3 separate regions of the Danio rerio genome follow, and all the other regions are linked to region 1. The links are chromatin contacts, called in public HiChIP or PLAC-seq and Micro-C maps. All regions are on one chromosome and are shown on one strand. Each heading gives the region's core, a stretch centred on a gene start, on an enhancer-like site or on the middle of the called end of the contact. The rest is flanking DNA. Distances are from core to core; before and after follow the strand shown.

Region 1 (3,825 bases), core at 790-3,289:
TCTTTTCATGCTGTGCAAAACGAGGGCAACCTTTCTACAACCTTCAAATTGAAATATTGCTGAAATGTTATACACACGTATCATATGTCATAGAATATAAAATAAAAAAATATCATAATATGATAAAATATTATTTCCTTGCAAACCAGCTACAACTCAGCTTCAATTTTAGAAACGGGCTTGCCAAAATAATGTAATACAACCTGGTCCAATTTAATAATGCTGGGTATAAGCACTTACGAACAATCAAAGCCATTAAATATACTGAACTTCAAAGTTACTTAGACACGAATTAGCACGGTCTCCCTGTAATAGCCTCTGTCAGGCTTCATTTTTCAATGATTAAGCCAATTCATTGCATAATTAAGTTAGCTAAATTACTTCAATGGCAAAGTAACATGGGATAATGTAATAAAGTTATTAACATTCCAGAACTGGAGGCGCACACATAGGCATGCTGTTATTATGTATGAATGCATTGCTCAGTATCATTTGACTTGTTTGACCTAAAAAAAGAACTGCTACCACAATCTCTGCTTTCCCCTTTTTAATACAACCATCTACTTGCACAGTTATCATCGTAATGGACAAATTATGTTTAAGTGTAAAACACATATTTAATTAGAAATACATTTTTCACTAATTAATGTAGTATGATGAGGGGTATTTTGTATTATAGATGAAAAACGCTATAAAAATAGCTTTAATGCATTGATGATAAATCATTGTGCTTTCTAAATTTCAAACCAGACTTGTGATTTCAGATGATTTAATTGAAATCTTGTCTGGCCAGTGCACTTCAAAAGCACTAATGTTTATAAATTAGGTTTTATTTTTGTTTGTGTGCAGCTCTCTGAGCGCATTCGACCACATGAGCATTTACACTTTGAAAGCAATCCTGTCTAATGTGTTTTCAACTGCCTTTGAAAGTGGCTGAAAGTGGACAAGCTCACAACATTTCAGATTTAGCAATGTCAACTCATGATTGGATCGACAAAAAAAATTTAAAAATAATAATAATAGCAGGCAAAAATAGTAGCAAATAGGCATGGGATAATAACCCTTTACCGCAGTTTGGAAAAGTCAAGGTTTTAAAACCGCAAACAAAAAATCTGTTATACCTTTCCTTAAGTGTTTTTTTTACATGTTTTACAGTTATTTAGTTTTTTAAGGGCAGCAGTAGCTTCAGCAAAAAAGGATCCTCCAAATCAAAAGCTACTAGTCAGCACATGATTCAGCAAACAGCTGAGATACAAATTGCTTATAAACCAACATCCAGCATCTGAACAGTGCAGTGGCTTACTTACTTCATACTCAAAGTAAAGACAGATATCCAAAGATGCCTTTTCAGGTTGTAAAGAAATCTGTGTTGTGTTAACTAATAAATAGCAGAAGTTAATGATTCATTTTAATTATTTAGCTTGACATGTTTACAATTCTAAAACATTTTAAATGTTGGTAAAATAAAATATATTGTGTTCAAGGAATAAAAAGTTGTTGGTATTTTTCACAGAACATATTTTAGAGCAGTAATCACAATAACGTCACCGTGAAACCTTTGTTATCGTGACCATTAGTGTTATCATGACCATTAGAATCTTATACCAGCCCATGCCTATTAGCAAACAAATAAACAGTGTAAAGTATAATAGAGTTGAAGATTGCAATAGATTGTGAAAACAAACAAGATACTATTGATTATACTATAGTTTTTATTATAACTATAAGTGTTTACATTCAGCAGTAGTATTTAAATGTAAAACTACAAAATAAATACCAGTAAAAAATGGCAATAATATATCAAATAAATGGTAAACCGGCATGCCACAGCCTTTGCGTGTTTTGACATACAACGATCAAACACTTGGCCAGCGGGTCCGGAGCGAGTCAGAGGAAAGAGGAGGACAGTCTCCGCCTCTGTTGTGCCTACCCACTTATTACCGATGCAGATGCATGTGATTGGACGGCGGCTGAGCGCTTTGAAGTTCTCCCTCAGATCTCCCGTACGAGCACAGTGTATATGCGTACGGAGGGTGTAGTGAACACACACCGGAGAGCGCACGGACCAACGGAATGCCATTATTTGACACGATATTCTGCCTTGTTGTTTGTTTCTTTTTATTTTAAGACAAGTACACAATACTTCTCATATTTGTCAAGTCGTCGTTTGCGCGTAAAGGACTCGCGATCCTGCTGGGGTTTCGAGCAACACCGATTCGGTGACGGAACGATGTGGAGACGGAGTGTACGTTCTTCTTCATAGACACTGTAACAGCTCTCTTTCTCTGGACTACAGGCAGAGCTGATGTTTCAACTGGATATTTCACGGGATATAATGTCGTTTGGCTCTATACTGAAAACACTGGATATCTCTAAATGAAAACTGAACACCCGCCCCGTCGCTGCCCTCGACAGGTCTCTGATCCGCCCCGATCCAGATGAGCGAACTGCCTCCTGGATTTGCAGTCAGTCCACGGAACCAGCAGACCTTTAAAAGTCATTACATTACCAACGATAGTTCGCCCACTTGTTTAGGACTCCAGGTCGACTCGATCGCCTCACTGCCGTACCGTGATCCCGCGCGTCAGGAGAAAAGGCTGCCTATACGGATTCTCAAAATGTTGACCGCTCACACAAGTCACATACTTCACCCAGAGTATCTCCAGCCGCTCAGCTCGGCGCCCGTGAGCATTGAGGTACGACTTCTAAACCATTTGTTTCTTACTTCTGCGAAGTAAAAATATATACATTACATTTGTATGTGTTAGAGTTGCGTGTTTGTCCTAGTTTCTATAAAGCGAAAGGGTGTTCTCTTTATTTTGTGCCCGAGTCGTGTAGTACACGCAATATTTTGCGTCAACGTTTTTTAGCTCTAAGCTCCATGTTGCGCGGCTCGTTTTAATATGTAATTCGGATTTAGCCGAAAGATCCTGAAAGCGATTCAGCGGCAGTTTGAAGAAATAGTCCGGATTTAGATGAGGCCGTGCTCTGGCAACATTTTAAGGTTTCACATTTCCTTAATCGCTACTGACGTGCGCCTTTACTGCTCTTAGGTGGTTAAAGCTTCCAGCATCTACGTGCTTTTTTGGCACACAAATGGAACTTTAAAAAAGTAAATTGTGCAATCTTTTTAATAACCTGTATAAAACTCTGCATGCTCGGCACACTTTGAGTGCTGCAAAAACTACAACAATATGTCAAGTGATTTAATTCACCCTTGACATGCAAATTAACATCATTTAAAATAAAATTTAATATCCATGCGAGTTTTTTATGATGATGATGTCATTTATAAATAATCCAAGCGTAAATAGAATTATTGCATCTTCCTTGAAATATGACATATCACTGAGGGCATGCCAAAAAATTGGTCTATAAATGAAGTGTCATTTTGTTGGTGGTAAGAAAACCAAAATCATTCATTTAAAATTTCTTCTTTTTTTCCCATAGCTGGATGCTAAAAAGAGTCCCCTAGCATTGCTGGCTCAGACCTGCTCTCAGATCGGAAAGCCAGATCCTCCTCCCTCCTCTAAACTGGGATCCCTCTCCTCCAGCAGCCATGGAGACAAGGACAGCCGCTCCAGCAGCTCTAGCCTGAAGTCTGGGGAGCATCAGAACCTAGATGACAAGTCCAGCTTTAAGCCTTACTCTAAAACTGGATCAGAATGCCGAAAGGAGGGTGCTGGGATCAACAGCTCAGCAGATAAAGCGGGGTTCAGAGTGCCAAATGGCAGTTCTTCATCTGTGACGTGCACGTCTTTACCTCCGCATGCCCCATCTCCACGGGCCAGCTCCCCTCAGCAAACATCTGGACAGTCACACACA
Region 2 (3,825 bases), core at 480-2,979, 190 kb before region 1:
CACAGCGAACTCAACCTTGTTCTCCTGCTCTGCCTCCAGCTCTTCTCTAGTTCTAGCTAAACCCATGAAGCCAGTGCTCATAGCTGAACTGCCAGGCACGCTTCTCATCATTACAGAATCATGCAATTCTCCGTTTATGCTCTCTAGGCTCTGATCTTCATCGCTAACCTGCCCAAAACCAGTGTACAACACCTTCCTGTCTTTGCTCTTACTGCTGTCCGAAAAGCTGACACTGATCTTTACGTCTCTGAGGAGTTTGAGATCAGGTAAAAACTTGGTAACAGGGGGAGCATGGCGAGCGGTTCTAGGGCAAGTAGTCATGGGGTCAGTACTATCTGATGGGCGGCTACTAACAGACAATGTGCGTTTGTTGAGGAGAAGCTGTTCGTCCCTGTCCACTGCTGGGGTGTGTTGGTGTCCATCACCACCAGAGCTAACGTCCATTTCCTCTGCGTCACTGGACGTTTGCAGGGGAGGTGGTGGAGGTGCTTTACTGTAATCATTCCCCGCCAATACTGCGTCAGGTGGCTCCAATGGGAGGGGAGGTAAAATCTCATTTACATCCATATTTAATTTCTTAAAAATAGCTATGCTAAAACTGATACAAGAACACAATTGGGGAGAGATGTGCCCGATTTAACTAAAACAATTGCAGCCCTAACACATGCATGTATACATTATAAAGCTTGAAACTCCTATTTAGTAATAGTCATGTACATGGTTGAATATGCTAAGCTGACTACATTGTTCTTTTCATTAATGTAGACAGCTTTTTAGAAATTACTGTCTCAATTATTGGAAATCACAATGCATTCAGCTTAAATGGTTCCCATATCTAAGCACTGTCCATCCCAGGAGGCCAGATCTTCTGTCAGTACTGAAAAAGAGAAAGGAAAAAGAAAAATCAAGAGACATTGGGAAAAAGTTTTATGGCACATTAAAACTGACTTGTAATGAATAGTTTCTTTAGGTTTTGAAATTAAGTAAATGCAAACGATAATTTAAAGAACACAGAAACACTGAGGAAGATGCATTTAGTTTAAAAATAAAATCAAGCCATGCATTTATGGTGCATTTTAGCTCTAATTACAAACAAAATAAAACATTTCCAGGTCTTAAATGCTAATTTTATATTGGAAGAGCAAATTAAGAGTGCAAAACTCTGCATTTTCAACGTTTAACTCATCACAACGCATAACGAAGTGGCATTACCTCATATTAACTGTGTATTTATTTGCTATACTGTAGTGTGATGTAGCTACATGACAGCCTAAAAAATAAACACTGTATTTAAAACGCATCATAACAAGCTGAAGCCCCAAAGGCCCTTGCTAAATTGTCGGCTAAGCGAAGCTAAACAAAATGGCTGCAATTCCTCACGACATTAAAAACTACAATTTAACGTCACATTGCTCGGCTATTAAACCAGGTTTGTTCAAGCTTTTTATTTTGTTCGGCAGAAACCAGTCGAAGACTCGATTAGTGAGTCCTTATACGGTATAAGAATGAATCGTACACGCCAACCGAACCTTTTCGACCAAAGCATGCGCGATAAAGATTAACGTCGGCAGGAGAAAATATCACTGATGTTTGAGCAAACGATTTTCTTTTACTTACCCAATTAGACAACGCGTCTACTGAAGCCAGCATGCAATCATAGGCATTTTCTGCTGATTGGCTTCAGATGGCCGTGTCTTCTCTCCGCCATCTTCACTGCAGAGCTGAGCAGCATCAGATCTTTCTGAACACGCCTCTCAACCGGCGCCCACGCACATGTGATTGGCCCAATCGGCTTGATTCATATTTACTGAAGAAACTTGCTTCCGATGTCGCTGAATTGCAATTTAGGAAGTCTTGATACTATTTGTGTGATTATTGGGGAAATGAAATAAATACTACACCCGTGCATTACCCAACACTCACAAAATTGCATTTATCAAGTGTGTAAGAATGAATTTTGTGAATGTGAGAGCACACTCGAGTGTAATTTTATGTCATTATGTAGTTGTTAAAACATGAATACACGTGTAACAAGTTTTTCAAACATGCCAAACTTTGTTGACGAGTCGTTGAGTCGAATCTTTCCAATGAATCTGTTGATTTACTAATGTCCTATTCAAATCTAATATGCAAATTATGTAGCCTATGTGATACACTGTATAAAAGATATACAATTTCGTGTTTGGATTTCAAATATAAAATATATGTCGTATACAGTGTGTAAAGTAACAGATTACAAATACTCAAATTACTCTGAGTAGTTTTTTTTCTCAGGATTAGTAATTTACTACATAGTTTTAACAATGTGTACCTTCCCTTGAGTACATTAGTGCTGTGTGTGTTTTACTCCACTACTTCCTTCAACCTGCAGTCACTACTCTATTTTTTCCTATCTATGGGAATTAGAAAATTCCGTCCAATCAAACCGTAGCCTACATAGAAAGTAAATCCCATCATACTGAACTACCTTAAGACACACAGCAAACAGTTTGGAAGCATTAAAAGTGTCCAATAAGGTACTTTACACCAGGGCTGCCCAAATTAAGTTCTGGAGGGCCAAAGTCCTGTAGAATTTAGCTTCAACTTGCTCTTGCCAGAAGCTTTTTAGAATACCTGGTAAAAGCTTGATTAGTTGGTTCCGGTGTGTCTAATTGTGGATGAAGCTAAAATCTGCAAGACACCGGCCCTTCAGGATTGAGTTTGGGCATCGCTGCCCAAAACTGATCGTATATGTAAAATGTCATACAATAATTTTGTCTACCAAAAGTTACAAATATGCAGGGGTGTATTAGTCACCAATAGTATCTGAATGCAGATTATACAAGGCAAGCTGATTTGTATGTGTGTGTGAATTATTGTAATATTTAACACTTGCAATTACAACGCCCCAACATCTACTTGTATGAATGGTACTTAAAAAATAAATAAATCAAGCACATCTGCACTTGTATATATTCTTGAAAGTATTGTGCTATGAACATACACAAGGGTTAATCAGACGAGGCAGCAAACGGGTAATCAAATTCTGTCACCCTCCTCTGTTTCTCAAAAAGTTCACGTTTGCCTTTCATTTGTGTCTTGTTTATACTGCAGAAAGCATATGGGCACATGTGGAGATACTGTTACATTCAAATCTGTTTCACACAGAAATCAAACTAAGAATGTATATGTACTGCAGTTTAATGTAGATCCTTATATATCATTTCACAATAAACACTGCAAATGCAAATGTTTTCATATGACTTTATGAAACTTTTATCTTTATTATTAATAAACAACTTTACGTTTATAATGGCATTCATGAATTCACATTATAAAATGGGAGTAAACTATAGAAAACAATATAGTATTTTAACCCTCTTTTACTAAATCATGTCTCTTATCAACTCAGCAAATTTCATTTTCATGTTTAGTTTACAAACACTGCAGTACTGGAAAGAATTAAGACAAATAAAGACTCTTTTACACACAGAAAAAAAAATGAATAATTTGTCCAGAATCAACACAACATTAATGAATAATTCTTAAAATTTTATCATCGAGCTATAGGACAACATCAGACTGCACTGATACCAATTACATCTACATTCAAAATATTATACGCTTTCAAAAGTGGTCTATGTTTATCTCTAAACAATGAAATAGGCTCTATATTGACATGTTCGAAACTAAACCAGTGTCTTTCTTGACAGCTATATGCATTGGGGAAAAAAAGGTTTCGTTAGGAGCCATTGGAAATTTGTTCATTTTCTCTTCAACTTTGTCCCTTTATTAAGTCGCCACAGCAGAATGAACCGCCAACTTATGCAGCATATGTTTTACGCA
Region 3 (3,825 bases), core at 818-3,317, 130 kb before region 1:
ATATGTACATGTATTGATTAATAAATTAATATTATTATTGATAATAATAGTAATAAGTTTTACCCTGATGAAGGCAAGTTTGCTGAAACAAGAAGGCGCAGATGATTGGCTTAGATAGAGTACATTCCCACTGTTTACCAATCAGAGGTAGAGCGGGTTTGCGCACACATCAGTGGCACACACCAACATTCAGGAGTCAGAACGATGGCAAATCCAACAAGTTGAAAGGTAGAGTTTGCAAACTGGAAATATGAGCACTACTTTTCCCTCGATGAGGTGAAAGGCAAGAATGTTGATGTATTGTGGAACTTATGCCCAGGAAAAAAAGAGTCTCTCTCCGTCTGTGACAAGTAATTCTAATCTAATGAAGCCCCTCACGTCATCACATACCCCCACAAAATTAGTAACTACGCAGGTGATAATGTGAGCTCTGCAACCATTACAGGAGATGAAGCCACAACGTCAATGCAAATAAAACTTCATTTTTCTCCACCGCAAACACTTATTACTCAGACAGAATTCAACCAAATTATATCTAGATATATAGTTGAGGACATGCTGCCATTGTCTCCCACATTGTCCCATAACAAAATTAAAATAGTGTGGATTAGTATACAATGGTTTATAATGATTTTATGGTCATCTGACAGTAACGCAATAGTTACTTTCGCTGGTAATTAGTTAATTTTATAATTATGTACCTCAGTTACTATTTGTGAGATGTAACTCGTAACTATAACTAATTACTTTTTTAAAGGAATGTGCTCAACACTGATAATTGCCATGTCAGTAAAGTTTTTTTTAACTAATTTATAATTTACTAATTATAAATTTACTAATTTTTTTTAAATTTATATCAGGGCTGTCCAAACTCAGTCCTAGAGGGCCGGTGTCCTAGAGTTTAGCTCTAAATCTAATCAAACACATCTAATCTAATCTAAACCAGCTAATCAAGTTCTTGCTAGATATGAAGCAAGTTGGAGCTAAACTCAGCTCCCTCCGGGACCGAGTTTGGTCACCCCAGCTTTATATTATATAGACGAATTCCAAATTTCATGATCACTTGCAAGAAAACTAAAACAAACACAAGCTCAACCATACTTGCTTCTTGACGTGAGAACAAACCTTACTGGTTCTTTCATTTGCTGCTTGAAATGCAAGAATGAGCCTCATTGGTTCTCATGCATTAAGCAAGCATGATTATGTTTGCTTGACTGAATACTGTAATCTGATTACTTTTTTAATGAGAATAAAAGCCTAAATTTTTGCATCTTATACAATGATCCAATCTCTTCATCTCTTAATCAATGGTTTGAAGACTCTGAAGATGAACAAATTTCATCACATTTTATTTTGATGGTCTGTTTGTTGAATTTAAGTTATATTGCATATACATGCCAAGTACTTCTCATTAGATTCTGAATAGACTGTTAGGTTGGGGTTGGGGTTGGGGTTAGTGTAAGTTGGCATGTACTTGCAAAGTTTCTTATAGTCAGTTTAATGTCTGTTGAAGGAGCAGTATCAACAAATATTAAGAAGACAGCCTACTAATACTCAAATGGACCTAAAAAAATAAAGTGTTACCCAAATTTCTCATAGAATGGCACATGGGTAAATGATAACAGACTTTGTAATTTGGAGTAAACTACCTCTTTAAATGTAGGGAGAGCATGTCCAAATAGTAAAACACAAAAAAGCCACAGGATTAAAGGTAATAATGTTTGGTTCATGCGCTGACTGATCCTCCAATAGACCATTAAAAGGTTTTAATTTAGTTTTCTTGTACAGTATATGTTGATTTGATTCTTAAAATGCAGCTACTTGCAGTTTATGAATCCCCAAAGAGCATGTTTGATGTTTGTAATGTACAGCTGAAGTAAAAAAAAGTTAGTTGCTAAAACTTGGGTGAAATATTCCAAAAACTTTTGAAGTAATTTTCTAATAATTCTTTCCAAAACTACACAATGTGATAATTTACAGAGATGCTGATGTAGTAGACAAAAGTGAGCGTCCACCACAGGCTGAACTGCCCTGCTCCACCAGCAGAGGGAGCGACTGAGGCCTAGGCATCAGCATTAGTCTGTATGTGCCACAGTGAGTTAGCAGAGCTCCATACAATGACCATGCTGTATTACAGAAAAGGGGGCTTACTGCTAACACTTCACCTCTACACCACACTTCCACAAACACACACACTTCAACATCACACACACACACAGAGCGCAGATTTAGCATCAAGCCACTGACTGATTGCTTCAGACACTGTCAACTACTGAATGACTGAGTGTGCGTGTGTGTGTGGAGCTGTCAGTGGGGCACCAAGAGTGTTTTTTAGAGTATGTGTGCAGTGATACGTAGCAAACACTGGCTTGTCCATCATCATCCATTACCCTGACAAGGAGAGAGATTAATGACCACGGGGTCAGCGAGGGGCGCCTGCTCGCCTCCCTCCCTCCCACACACACACAGTCTTTGAAGCAAAGCAGGGTGTGCTGCACACACAAAACCAATAATGTATACAGTATAAACTAAGTACAGCAGAAAAGGGGGAGAGAGAAAGATCTGGATTAATCGTCGTTTTCCCAGGGAAGTATTGTGGTTATTCTCTTGCAATTCCACGTCCTTTCCATTTACTCATGGTAGCATATTGAGTTACGCAGTGCTGTCAGGTCTTTCAGCAGTGTTAAGTCGCCGTTTGAGCTTGAGGGCAGGTTTTCATTCCAGCTCTGGACTTTCTCCGGCTTTCAATTCGTTCCCTATGTCTATCCTCGGCTCACTGTGGACATTACAGACCCTGAGCCACACGGAAATGATTTTAAGTAGATTAATATTCACCCTACAGTCAATCGACTGCTTATATGGATAGAAAATGAGCCTTTTTGTGACTGCTGGAGATTTTAATTAAGCAGAGTGAAGTTAGAAAAGCGTGAGTACGATGTTAGCATGAAGTTAGCATTGCCAAGGTCACGGGATTGAGTCCAAGAAAACATACATACTAATAAAATCGCTAGAATTTGTCAGGTTGGATTGAAGCATCTTCCAAATGTCTTTTGGATAATCTCCTCTGTGTACAAAAAAGCAGTTATCCTGGTACTAGCATGTTAGCATCTTGTTTTTAAAACTCAGCAAAGCGACTGGATTATGAACCTGTTAAATAAACCTGTTGTTACTTCCAACATCATTGGATCTTGGTCCAAAATCTGCCCTCAGAACCACCTTTAACATAAATCTCGTCATTGTCATGAGTGTGGCGAGGCGATACAAAATCTCTGCTAGATTCATTAAACAAAACTTGGCAGCCACTTCAGTTATTAATTTCTATGCTGCTTGATGATCTTTATTATATTTGCATAATGACGGAGACTGCTGATAAGCAACATATCATGGCTAATGCAGTGGGCCTTAATTAAAAACAGCTCGTTAAGATGAGTGTGTTCATTACTGGGACAGATGGCTTCTATTAGTTCTTCTGCCATCACTCATCCTCATGTAATCACACACAGCGGCCATTTTGAAATGTCCTCCTCAATGAGCCTGAAGGTCTCACAAAGATTAAAGGAAGGTTTACTATACTACACTTATGCTCATTGCTTGTTTTAGTGTTAGCACTTTGTTCGTTAACTAAATCCTTGATGGTGTAACATGTCATGTAGGCTGATGCTAGGTCTCACAGCTAGCGAATAGCGATGCCATGGCACAGTCATATGGAAATATCATACACATATCATACGCATACATTCATATACTGATTTTTAACCAAAGTTTTACCCATTACCATATTTTTAGGGTAACCTACTAAATCTTCTTGGTATTTTAAGGTACAAT

Evidence for each region. Hi-C and Micro-C count contacts between places; a contact is called where the count stands out from the background. HiChIP or PLAC-seq counts read pairs in DNA pulled down with a chosen protein or histone mark.
Region 2: an H3K4me3 HiChIP or PLAC-seq map of pancreas shows a contact between it and region 1, with 11 times the contacts expected there. The contact joins the promoter of dgcr8 here to the promoter of znf703 in region 1. A contact is called at or near these places in 2 of 18 Hi-C or Micro-C datasets (caudal fin and an unstated tissue) and 4 of 4 datasets of contacts at active chromatin or transcription factors (caudal fin, embryo, gastrula embryo and 1 more).
Region 3: a contact with region 1 is called in a Micro-C map of caudal fin, with 6 times the contacts expected there. The contact joins the enhancer-like site here to the promoter of znf703 in region 1. A contact is called at or near these places in 8 of 18 Hi-C or Micro-C datasets (caudal fin, embryo, hematopoietic stem cells and 1 more) and 3 of 4 datasets of contacts at active chromatin or transcription factors (caudal fin, embryo and gastrula embryo).

The regions. Positions count from the first base shown.
Region 1 is chr5:24,989,504-24,993,328 of GRCz12tu, reverse strand. It overlaps znf703 (zinc finger protein 703), which reads left to right and starts at 2,039. Exons shown (of 2, transcript NM_131822.1): 1 at 2,039-2,696; 2 at 3,451-3,825. The coding sequence starts at 2,439. All of the region lies in intron 3 of LOC141385810 (a long non-coding RNA gene), which reads right to left.
Region 2 is chr5:25,175,910-25,179,734 of GRCz12tu, reverse strand. dgcr8 (DGCR8 microprocessor complex subunit) reads right to left here and starts at 1,729. Exons shown (of 14, transcript NM_001122749.1): 1 at 1,618-1,729; 2 at 1-877. The coding sequence starts at 567. mir1306 (microRNA mir-1306) reads right to left here and starts at 484; the gene lies at 416-484.
Region 3 is chr5:25,118,688-25,122,512 of GRCz12tu, reverse strand. No RefSeq gene overlaps it. Among named protein-coding and RNA genes, the nearest start is that of tia1l, 55 kb to the left of the region's middle. Within about 2 kb of position 2,067, at least 24 of the 62 cell types and tissues checked have an H3K27ac peak or open chromatin away from gene starts, as enhancers often do.